Linked DNA regions of Mus musculus: region 2 is linked to region 1. The links are chromatin contacts, called in public targeted proximity ligation maps. All regions are on one chromosome and are shown on one strand. The core of a region is the stretch at or near the end of the contact, and the rest is flanking DNA. Distances in the headings are between cores, read along the strand shown.

Evidence for each region.
Region 2: a contact with region 1 is called in a targeted proximity ligation map of pancreatic cancer cells. A contact is called at or near these places in 24 of 39 promoter capture datasets (the 3T3-L1 cell line, 3T3-L1-derived adipocytes, the C10 cell line and 15 more), 213 of 484 Hi-C or Micro-C datasets (the 3T3-L1 cell line, 3T3-L1-derived adipocytes, the 63-12 cell line and 111 more), 46 of 130 datasets of targeted methods (the 230-238 cell line, CD8 T cells, the NIH/3T3 cell line and 28 more) and 6 of 9 other capture datasets (adipose tissue, embryonic stem cells, embryonic tail and 3 more).

What each region holds. Positions count from the first base shown.
Region 1 is chr19:10,263,845-10,269,001 of GRCm38.p6, reverse strand. Dagla (diacylglycerol lipase, alpha) reads left to right here. Exons shown (of 20, transcript NM_198114.2): 6 at 3,907-3,994. Among named protein-coding and RNA genes, the nearest start is that of Gm30042, 24 kb to the left of the region's middle.
Region 2 is chr19:10,303,529-10,308,291 of GRCm38.p6, reverse strand. Dagla (diacylglycerol lipase, alpha) reads left to right here and starts at 3,415. Exons shown (of 20, transcript NM_198114.2): 1 at 3,415-3,471.

The sequences.
Region 1 (5,157 bases), core at 387-2,886:
CCCAGCACTCGCTACTAGTGAGGCAGACAGAGGCTTTCAGACCAGTTCAAGGCCGCCCTAGTGTACACAGCAAGTTCGAGGCCAGCCAGAGCTACTCAATGAGATTCTGTTTTTCTGTTTTGTTTTGTTTTGTTTTTTCGAGACAGGGTTTCTCTGTGTAGCCCTTGGCTGTCCTGGTACTCACTTTGTAGACCAGGCTGGCCTCGAACTCAGAAATCTGCCTGCCTCTGCCTCCCGAGTGCTGGGATTAAAGGCGTGTGCTACCACGCCGGGCTTGTTTTTATTATTATTTTTATTTTAGATATCCAAGAATGTGCATGGGTGTGTATAAAACGCAATAATGTAAGCATACATAGTAACAATTCAGGAAAGGAGCAAGGGGAAAGAGAAGAGCCTCAAGGAGAGGAGTCTGGCCGGGCTTGGGGAGAGGGGAGAGAAGAGAAAATGACGTAATCATATTATGTTCTCTAAAAAATAAAAGAAATAATTAAAACAAAAGCATGCCTGTGACAGCATTGCCTGTCAAGGGGATGAAATTCATTCACCCAATTTGCCAGTGTTAAAAGTGAGAGTTGTATCTTTTTCTTTTTTAGTTTTTATTCATGTGGGCACAAGGCAAACATAAAAATTAAAAAATAAGACCTGAAAAAAGGTAAGAATAGCAGTTGCTGGCTCAGGATGTTGTTGTGAGGTTTAAGTGAGATAATATATACCAAGTGGTTAACACTGTGGGCAACGGCTGAGTTAATGGAGAGCCACTCAGCGGCAGCAGCCGGACACGCACTCAGTTACAGTAATGGCAGAAGACACAAGCTTTGTTCCGAGTGAGTCACAAGCCGGATCCTCCCTGTAATAGGGGTGGAGAAACCAAGGTCCAGAGTTCAAGTGGTTGCCTGGTTACAGGGTAAAGCCAGGACCAGCTCTCAGCCTCACTTTGGAACCCTTAACAACTGTTAGAGCGCCATTCGTGGTGGCACATGCCTTTAATCTCAGCACTCTGGAGGCAGAGGCAGGCGGATTTCTGAGTTCGAGGCCAGCCTGGTAAAGTGAGTTCCAGGACAGCCAGGGCTAAACAGAGAAACCATGTCTCAAAAAACAAAAAACAAAAAAACAAAACAAAACAAAAAAAACCCAACTGTTAGGTGAGGCTGCCTCTAGGTCTCAGAGGCTGTAAGAAGTCAATCAAGGAAGACTTCCTGGAGGAGATTTTGCTTGGTGTTTAAAAGAGAGAAGAGAATATCCAACATGGCCATAGTGACTTTTATTGAAAGCAAGGGCTCCCAGGATGAGTCACCATAGCCCCCACAATCGGGCTTCTCCTGGAAGGCAGGCCCCATGCTTAGCCCTTTGTGGTTAATCAGTCCTTTTGCTACCCCAGAGCAGCTGTGAGACCCCCTTCTACAGATCTGAGTCCCTGCCCCAAGCCACAGTGGCAGGGTGTGGAATGGCATCCATGTCCAGCCCAGGGAAGCAGGTTGCCAAGACCCCTGCCCAGCAGGCCTTACCCCACCCCAACTCATGCCTCAGACCTTCCATGTCAGCCCACCAACTTGTCACCGCCTCCAGCACCACACCCATGCCTGGTCTGGCCACCTCCCAGGCGAAATGTCAGGCCTTGGAGCCAGGGCTCCACAGCCCGTACTCCCTTCCTTCAGTGGAGCTGGCCACCGCCCCGTCCCACTTTGCCTGCTGAGCCCGAGCCGCACCCGACCTGTTTCTGGGCTCCAGGGCCCAGGAGAAAACGTCCTTCCCTTCCTGACTCCGGGTGATTGCCTTTGGGGCTCCAGGCGGTAGGAGCCATTACTGCAGGGGCTGGTGCTCACTGTCATTTTAATTAGGAGGCCCCCTGTGGTTTCCTGGCCCTGTCGGGAGGCCATAGCTTGCAGGCCCTTGACCTGTAGTGGTTTCTCCAGGTCTCCCGCGAGGCTGGAGAGCACATTCCGGCTGCGGGGCTTTGTCAGGCCGACTACCTGCCCTTTGCTGGCTCTAAAACTAACATTTTTTTCCTAACAGGGACATTTTTCAAGCAGTCAACTCCCAAGGGCAGGGACATGCACACCCCTGCTGCCACATGGTTGTTATTTTGGTTTCTGAAAGCCGGGAGTGTGTCTAAGTTTTGGTCCTTTCTCTTTCCAGTGAAATCTGGTGGAGGACTGGGGGAGGCTGTTATTCCCCGCTCTTTCCCAGGAGGCTTGACCTTGGGTTTTTGTGGGAAGGAATGTCTGCCCCCTTTTACACAGTGAGCCTCCCAACAGGCAGGGCTGTCGGGGTCCATGAACTTCCTGTCCAGACTTGGTATGTGTCTCTCTGGCGTGGCCTTAAGGGTGGTTGCAGTTGACCAACCTGTCAGCTTCTCACACAACCCTACGCTCATCTGCCCCCTGGCGTTCATGAGCGGTTCGAAGTGGCGTGAGCATTTCCATCTGGCCAGAGGCTAGGGAGGAAATGTCTCATTCTGCATTTGAAGGCCCTGTTGGATCAGAAAGCAAAATGTATGTGATGCCCTGAGAACCGAGCTTCACTCCCTCTTCATCAAGTCCCTGGGCGGTGGACAGTGGTATATGATGCAAAGCTGTTCCATTTTCTAGGGACTGCAGGTCCCTGGGACAGCTGGTCTCTTACATCATCCCTAGCCCCTCCCGGTGCCTCCTTTTTGGTCGGCTGCCTATGTAACCAGGGTTAAAGGAATGGAGAGCAGTTCTTGGCTGCACATAAGAGCCAAGAGGCACACCGAGAGCCAGTCTGTCATTCCTGATGACTTAAGTGACTTGAATGCATCGGAGTGCTACCTTGCCTTTTGCCCCTGACTCGATGACAGGCTTTTAAGGGGACAGAACATTGCTCACAAAAAACCCAGTCACAGGGCTGGTGAGATGGCTCAGTGGGTAAGAGCACCCGACTGCTCTTCCGAAGGTCCGAAGTTCAAATCCCAGCAACCACATGGTGGCTCACAACCACCCGTAATGAGATCTGATGCCCTCTTCTGGAGTGTCTGAAGACAGCTACAGTGTACTTACATATAATAAATAAATAAATCTTTAAAAAAAAAAAAAAACCCAGTCACAGCCTCTTCTGGCTGTTTTGAGATTCTGTGTTTAGTGTCAGGACTATTGTCTCTTTTTTTCTTCCTTCCTTCCTTCCTTCCTTCCTTCCTTCCTTCCTTCCCTCCTCCTCCTTCTCTTCCTCCTCCTCCTCCTCCTTCTCTTCCTTTTCCTCTTCCTCCTCTTCCTCCTCCTCCTCCTCCTTCTTTTTCTTCTCCTCCTCTCTCTCTTTCTCTCTCTCTCCTTTCATTCTTTCTTTCTTCTTCCTTTCTTTTTCCTTTTTTCTTTCTTTCCTTTTTTTTTTTTTTTTTTTTTTTTGAGCCTTGACTATCCTGGAATTTGCTCTGTAGACCAGACTAACCTCGAATTCAGAGATCCATCTGCCTGCCACTCCCTCCCAAGTGCTGGGCTTAAAGGAATGAGCCAAGACCCGTGATATCAGAGTTATCTTTGTGCTCAAAATGTACCAGCTTCCTAGGTGCCCGGGATGTGGATCCCGTCTTGGGAAGGTAGCTTCTCGTTCTCTCTGCTCACTGACTCCTGAGCCGCCTAACTCCCCACCTGACCTGAGGAGGGACAGCAGAAGGAACAGAGGGAAACCATGCAGGCAGTATACCTGCCCTACCCAGACAGCAGCTGGGGAGTGTGAGGGCCTCTAGAGCTCACCAGGTTGGCTAGCAACACCCTGGCTGGCTGACAGCTAGGTCACTGGCCATGCAGCTGTAGGTAGCCTGCTGCCTAGCCTCCCCAGGCCCACTGGCTCCTTGTTGTATCCTGGGAACAGGCCATCCTATTTCTATAACATCTGGCCAGCTCCTCTAATCCAGCCCCGTGACCTGACACATGCAGCTGTTTACCTTCACAGGCACCGGTTAGAGGAGGGTCAGGCCACCAGCTGGTCCCGCCGTCTAAAAGTGTTCCTCTGTTGCACCCGGACAAAGGATTCCCAGTCAGTAAGTACCCATAGTTGCTTGCCTCGGGTCTTCTCTCTGCCATGGAAGTGCCTTTCACTCCTCTGGTAATGCTAGGTGGGTGGGGCTGGTAGGAAGTGGGACATTGTGAGCAGAGTAACAGCCTGCTTGTGGGCCTTTTCGCTGAAAAACTGCCCGACCCTGCAAAGCAGACATTCACCTGTTTCACTGCGGAAACAGAAAGCCTTGATGACTGATTTGGTACCCTTGGAACATGGTTTAATTTAAAAGTACCATGTGGTCAGCAGTGGATGGATCTGGAAGGTCTAGGGTGCTGTTGAGTGCTTAGCCTGGGGCTGGATGGCACACATCTCTGAGGTCGGAGATGTGGATAGACCAATAGTGTTGAGGAGCAAGCTCTGCAGAAGGTGGCTCTGAGCAGGAAGGGAGATAGAACCCCTCAGAGTTGGGTAGGCAGGTTAGCAGCCATCCAGCCCTACCCCTCATTTTGCAGATCAGTCAGCTGAGACCCAGAAAGATGGACTGATTTGCTCAGTATCCCACAGCTAGGCAGTAGCAGAGCTTGAGAAGTCAGAAGACAGTGAAGCGCCCACCTCAGACACCCTGGGGAAGCCTGGAGTGGCCCTTCCCTAACAGTAGCCCCCAGGGACCTTAGAGCGAGTACCTAAGGAAGGAAGGAAGGCCCAGAGTTCCCTGGCAGCTGGGGAGTACCTCATGGGGCTGTCTGGGAATGCCTGAGAGATCCTGGTCCAGGTCTGGCTGCAGGTGTGCCTTGCAGAGGGCAGGGAATGGAGCCCAAGAGGTGGAAACCAGGCTTGCCTGGGCCTTAGGCACACTGTTCACCCCATAAAACAGAGTCAGCACTGCTGTGAGGAGCCAGTGAGAAGAGCACAGTCCAGTTAGACACAGACAGCCAGGGGCAGATCCCAGAGGAGGGATTTTTCTCCAGCTTGTATTTTGTCACCAAAGAACTATACTTGACTGCCAGTCTTTGAAAATTTTACATAACCGCCTGTATGTTCAAACCTGGCGCCCTGAGCTGAGCAGCTGAAGCTGAGCACAGTTCCGTTCCGTGTGGCCCCTTAGAGGTCTGAGCAGGTAGCCACTGGCGTTTTCCTCCTGACTTGCCAGGCACTCAAGGACGAGACCAGTGAGATAGATTCAGTTGCTGTGAGTTTGTTCTC
Region 2 (4,763 bases), core at 2,166-4,665, 38 kb before region 1:
GCAGTCACTGGCTAAACCATCTCTGTCTACAGCTGCTGTGAGAGTCTGGGGCAGGGTACAGTTGTGCCAGCTGTTGGAGACAAATTATACTATGAAACTCAGCCGTGAGTCACATTCCAGCACAGGGGAAATGTGCAAAAGTTATACGCCGTCTTTGGGGGGTGCCAAAAGAAATCATCTTGGTTTTGTCTTGCAAGATGTTCAGCTTGCAGAATGTGGGGCAGACGGAGGAGGGGGGTGGGGAGGACACAAAGGGGAGCAGATCCGTCTCCAGCAGACTCTGCCTGTCACACACCCTCCATCGCTCCTAATAACAACACCCAGCATTTAATCAGCCCCTTTGTGGAAACAGGCGATGTCACACTCATTAATTAGTTAATCCACACAGCCCCCTGGGAGGAGGAGCCATGCTATTATCCCCACTGGGACCCAGAGGGAAACTGAGGCCGGAATGAAGATTTGGCATGGAGCTTAGGGAGCACAGCTAGGCAGCTGGACCAGGACCAGTCTATATCTTGCCATTGGTTCTGTTGCCTCATTTCCCCCTCATCCTCCGTTCACAGCCCTGCTGACTGTCTCCAGTGACGCCAAGCTGAACCAGGCGGGAAGGTACTCTGAAGAAAAGCCAAACATGGCCTTGGGACCACACCAGGACAGACAGACCCCAGAGTGTGTGTGTTCAGAGCCAGCCACCCTTTGTGGCTGTTCCTTGCCAAGGGTATCAGAAGTAGGAGTAGAAGGGCTGGGCAGATGGCTCCTTTGGCAACATGCTTAGCAAACATGCGGACTTGAGCTTAGATCCCCAGGATTCATGTAAAATCCAGACAGAAGCCGGGCATGGTGGCCCATGGAGAAGCAGAGGCAGGAAGATCTTTGTGACTTTGATGCCAACTTGGTCTACATAGTGAGTTTCCAGGACAGGCAAGCCTAAATAGAGAGGCTCTGTCTGGAAATGGCCCGGCGCCAGGGAGACAGAGACAGGAGGATTCCTAGTGCTCACTAGCCAGCCAGTCCAGCCAGTCAGTGAGTTAGAGAGTCCTGGTCCAGTGAGAGACAGTGTCTCAAAGAATAAGATAGATAAGGTAGACAGTAACACAAACACACACACACACAGAATGAGACAGACAGACTCCAGAGACCCTATGCACTGCCACTGAAGGCCTTGAAGGATTAAGACTTAGGTCAGCCTGCTAGCCAAATGAGACATGGCCAGAAGGCAAAGAGGACTAAGGAGTCAGAGGTAGGAAGTCATGGACTCCTTCCAGGAGTTCAAAAGCAGCTGCAAAAATAATGCCTGCAGCCTCTACCTGTGCTTCCTTGTTCCTCAGTCACATTGCTGAATTCTAAATAATTAACTAATTCCTTTTGTCTGTTTGGGGGTTGGTGATTGCACCCGGGATCTCATGTATGCTCAAAATAGAGCATTAGATGTTTAGTGTCTGATGGGAATGATCAAGATTGAAATCGCTTTTTCTTACCTTTCCCTTTCCCCTTTCCCCTAGTTTCACAATGACAATTTCCCAAACTTTCACATGCACAGAGATCCCCTGAGGGTTTTGTAATCAAGCTAAGATCTTGGGTCTGAGGCTCGGAATTTCTAGTAAGCTTCCCTACGGCATGTCCTTGTCCGTGTCACATACCTAGCTGAAAGAGTTCAGAGATTATGTTAGTAGCAGTGAATAATCCTGGTGTGGGATGCCCTACATGGGGCTCACTGATGCAGCTGACCAAGAACAGGACATCACCTTGAGAATCCCAGTAGTATTAGCCTCCCACATTATAGAACTGGTCAGAACTGGTTTGTCGAGGATTGGATACATGGGGATGATGATGATGGTGATGGTGGTGATGATGATGGTGTGTGTGTGTGTGTGAGTGTGTGTGCGAGTGTGTGTGTGTGTGTGTGTGTGTGTGTGGAACTTGTGTAGTTTTCTATGTGCCGGACAGCTAAGGGGTAGACTGTAGTAGACTATTTAGGGATGGCCACGTGGGCATGCTTTCTCCATTAGGAACTTTGGTGAGTAAGGAAAAGAGCTGATTTTGCAGAGTCCTTTCTGCCTGGCATCAGTTGATCTACCATGGTTCACAGGACCAATATAATTCTTTCTTCCAGGTGTCTGGGACTTTGAAGCAAGAGATATTATCTCCAACTGTGTGGTTTGAATGGACCATGACAATCTAGAGATAACGTCCCTGAACCCAGGCCTCCCCAGATTTCTGAACTTCCTGAGACATCGGGAGCTCCTCTCCAGGAATTCTTGAAGTGCTCATATTTGTTCCCCAAATCCATTTTCTTTACCTAAGCCAGAGCTTATCTTTGCAATAACCGTAGATGCTACCGAATTGCCTGGCGAGGGGCTGAACTCTGCAACGAGGAGAAGTCTGTCCCGGATGCAGGGTTTCACTTTCAGTCAGATGTCCACCTATGTCCTCCAGGCCTACAGAACAAGTCAATCATCCTGACGTCATTCTCAGAATGACGTCTGAGCCCAGGAAACATTTCACACGCTTGCTTTCTGCGTTACTTTCCTTTCGACCTCTCATATCTTTCTGCTCGACTTTGGAGACTTAACTGATTGCATCATCATGACCGCTAGATCCAATCTTACCTATGACCCCCTGTGCAGCTGCAGCTCTTAGCTTAGCCCCCATGTGACCTGATATCTCTAAGGGCAAGCCTGCTCCCACCCACTCCCCAGACTCAACCCAGAACACCAGCATAGCTGTGTCCCTGCCAAAAAGCAGCTTTCAGGAAGGCGAGTTGAGCGACTTGCGCATGAATGGATGGGCGTGTGTGAAGGAGAACAGGAGGGGCGATTTTCTTCATTTATCAGAAAATCAAAATTGATCAAACTCCCCTTTTGCTGTCAGGCACTATGCTGGGTGTTGAGGAGGGTGAGAGTAGGGGGGAAGAGGAGGACATAGATAAAGATGTGTCCCAACTCCTCAAGACGCTGCTAGGTCCCCTGAAGGAGGTGGAACCCATCTCTCTCCTTTCCTCCCCCAAACAAACCAGTTCTCCGGTGATCCTACTTGCTATTTTTCATCTCCCACGCTAAACCCTGTCACGCGGGACCTGAAGGAGGGGAACCCAAGCAGCTACCGTGCCCCTGTTCAGTGCCCACGGTCCAACCCCTTTCGTCTGCCCACGGAACCCCCGTGGAGGCCTCAGCCCCGCGCCCACCGCCCCCACGCGCGGGGATCCAGGGCTCCACCACCTCGGGCCTGCGCGCCTCTCCCCTCCCTGGCGCTAGGGGGCGCTGCCGCCCCACGGCCGTCGCCATGGTCACCGCTGGCGGCGGAGTGGGGTTTACGTAAAGGACGCAGCGTCCCCCGGGGGGCGGAGGCGGCCTTCGCGCCGGCGCCGGCGCCCTGCGGAAGCAACGTTAGTGAATAGGGGCCTTGGGGAGCCCAGGATGGAGGTGGCGGTCGCAGTGGCCGCGGCGGGCCGAGCCCTGCGGCGGGCCGGAGGTAAGGGGGCCCGGGCCGAGTCCCGGGCGCAGGAGCTCTGCGAGCGGCGTGGCGGGCTGGGCAATGTCCACTGCGCGCGGTGGCCGGTCCGACAGGTCCGCGGGCGGAGGTGCGGCTGCCACGCGCGCTCGTGGCAGGTGTGAGGTCCGCGGAGCCCCGGGCCACCGGCGTGGGGATGGTGACACGCATGGCACGGGCGTGGGCAACGTGGATACAGCACGGGCAGCGTGATTTTTCCTGGCGAGGGTGTCAGAAGACTCACCCCCGCCTTGGTGTAGCGGTGGCCGCCCAGGTGTGAGGAGGGTGCACCCTCTGTACAGGAGGGCGATGCACGCAGCTGGTGCTGGTGGGTGGCCAGCTGATGCTGGGCCGTGATGGTGCGGTGGGCATGGGTGTGAGAAAGTGCTGCCATTGCTTGGATGTTGGTTGGCATGGTTCTGGCCTTGGGCTTGACATGGTTTGGAGTGATGGTCCTGGGGGCTTAAAGAATCAATGTCCTGGGCATGACTAGTGGCTCCGGCCCTGCTGTGAGAAATGGCCTTGGCTTAGCGCAGTGCCCTGGAATGACTAATACTGTGAGGGAAGACAGGTGGCCCTCAGACCCTGGTAAATAAGAGGGTAAATACCCACCCTTACAGGGAGATCAGTAGGGGCGACGTCTCTGTCATGGGGCTCAGCATTAATGCCTGTTGGTGTGCTGGCCTTGGGGCAGAAGGCTGGAAGAAGGTTGGTGTTTTTTATGATGGATGAGAATAAGAGACACCATGTGTCTACCATGAGGTTCTTGGTTGCTGTCCCAGGTAGAGCTCTGCTCAGTTATGAACCTTTACCTGGCTCATGAGTCCTCCCCCATTTGGAGGAAGATGGGAGGAATAGGTGGTTCTCACTGGTGGTCCTTGTTTCTGATTATAGGAGACTCAGAAGGGTATAGAGAAGTAGCCCAGGCTACGTCGTCCCTGGGCCCTTCCTTTCACTTGGTTGATGGCGGTGCTACTGGGTTTCTGGGAATTGTATCTTTTGGGCTGCGTGGAAGATGGTTCTGTGGCTACTGGGAGTGTTTGGAGATTGCATATATCCTAACTAGTCTTCTGAGAAGCTTTGGAGAAGGTCCCCCATCTCTCTATCTCTTTCCTTCCCTCCCTCCCTCTATCTCTCCCCCCTCCCAGCCCCCATCTCCTTCCTCCTCTCATTGCCACATGATGTCCCACTTCACAGAGCATCAGTGGGCAGACCCCTAGAGACGTTGAAGACTTCAGGGTGTTATGGGTTTCTTGGGGGGGAAGGCACAGAAG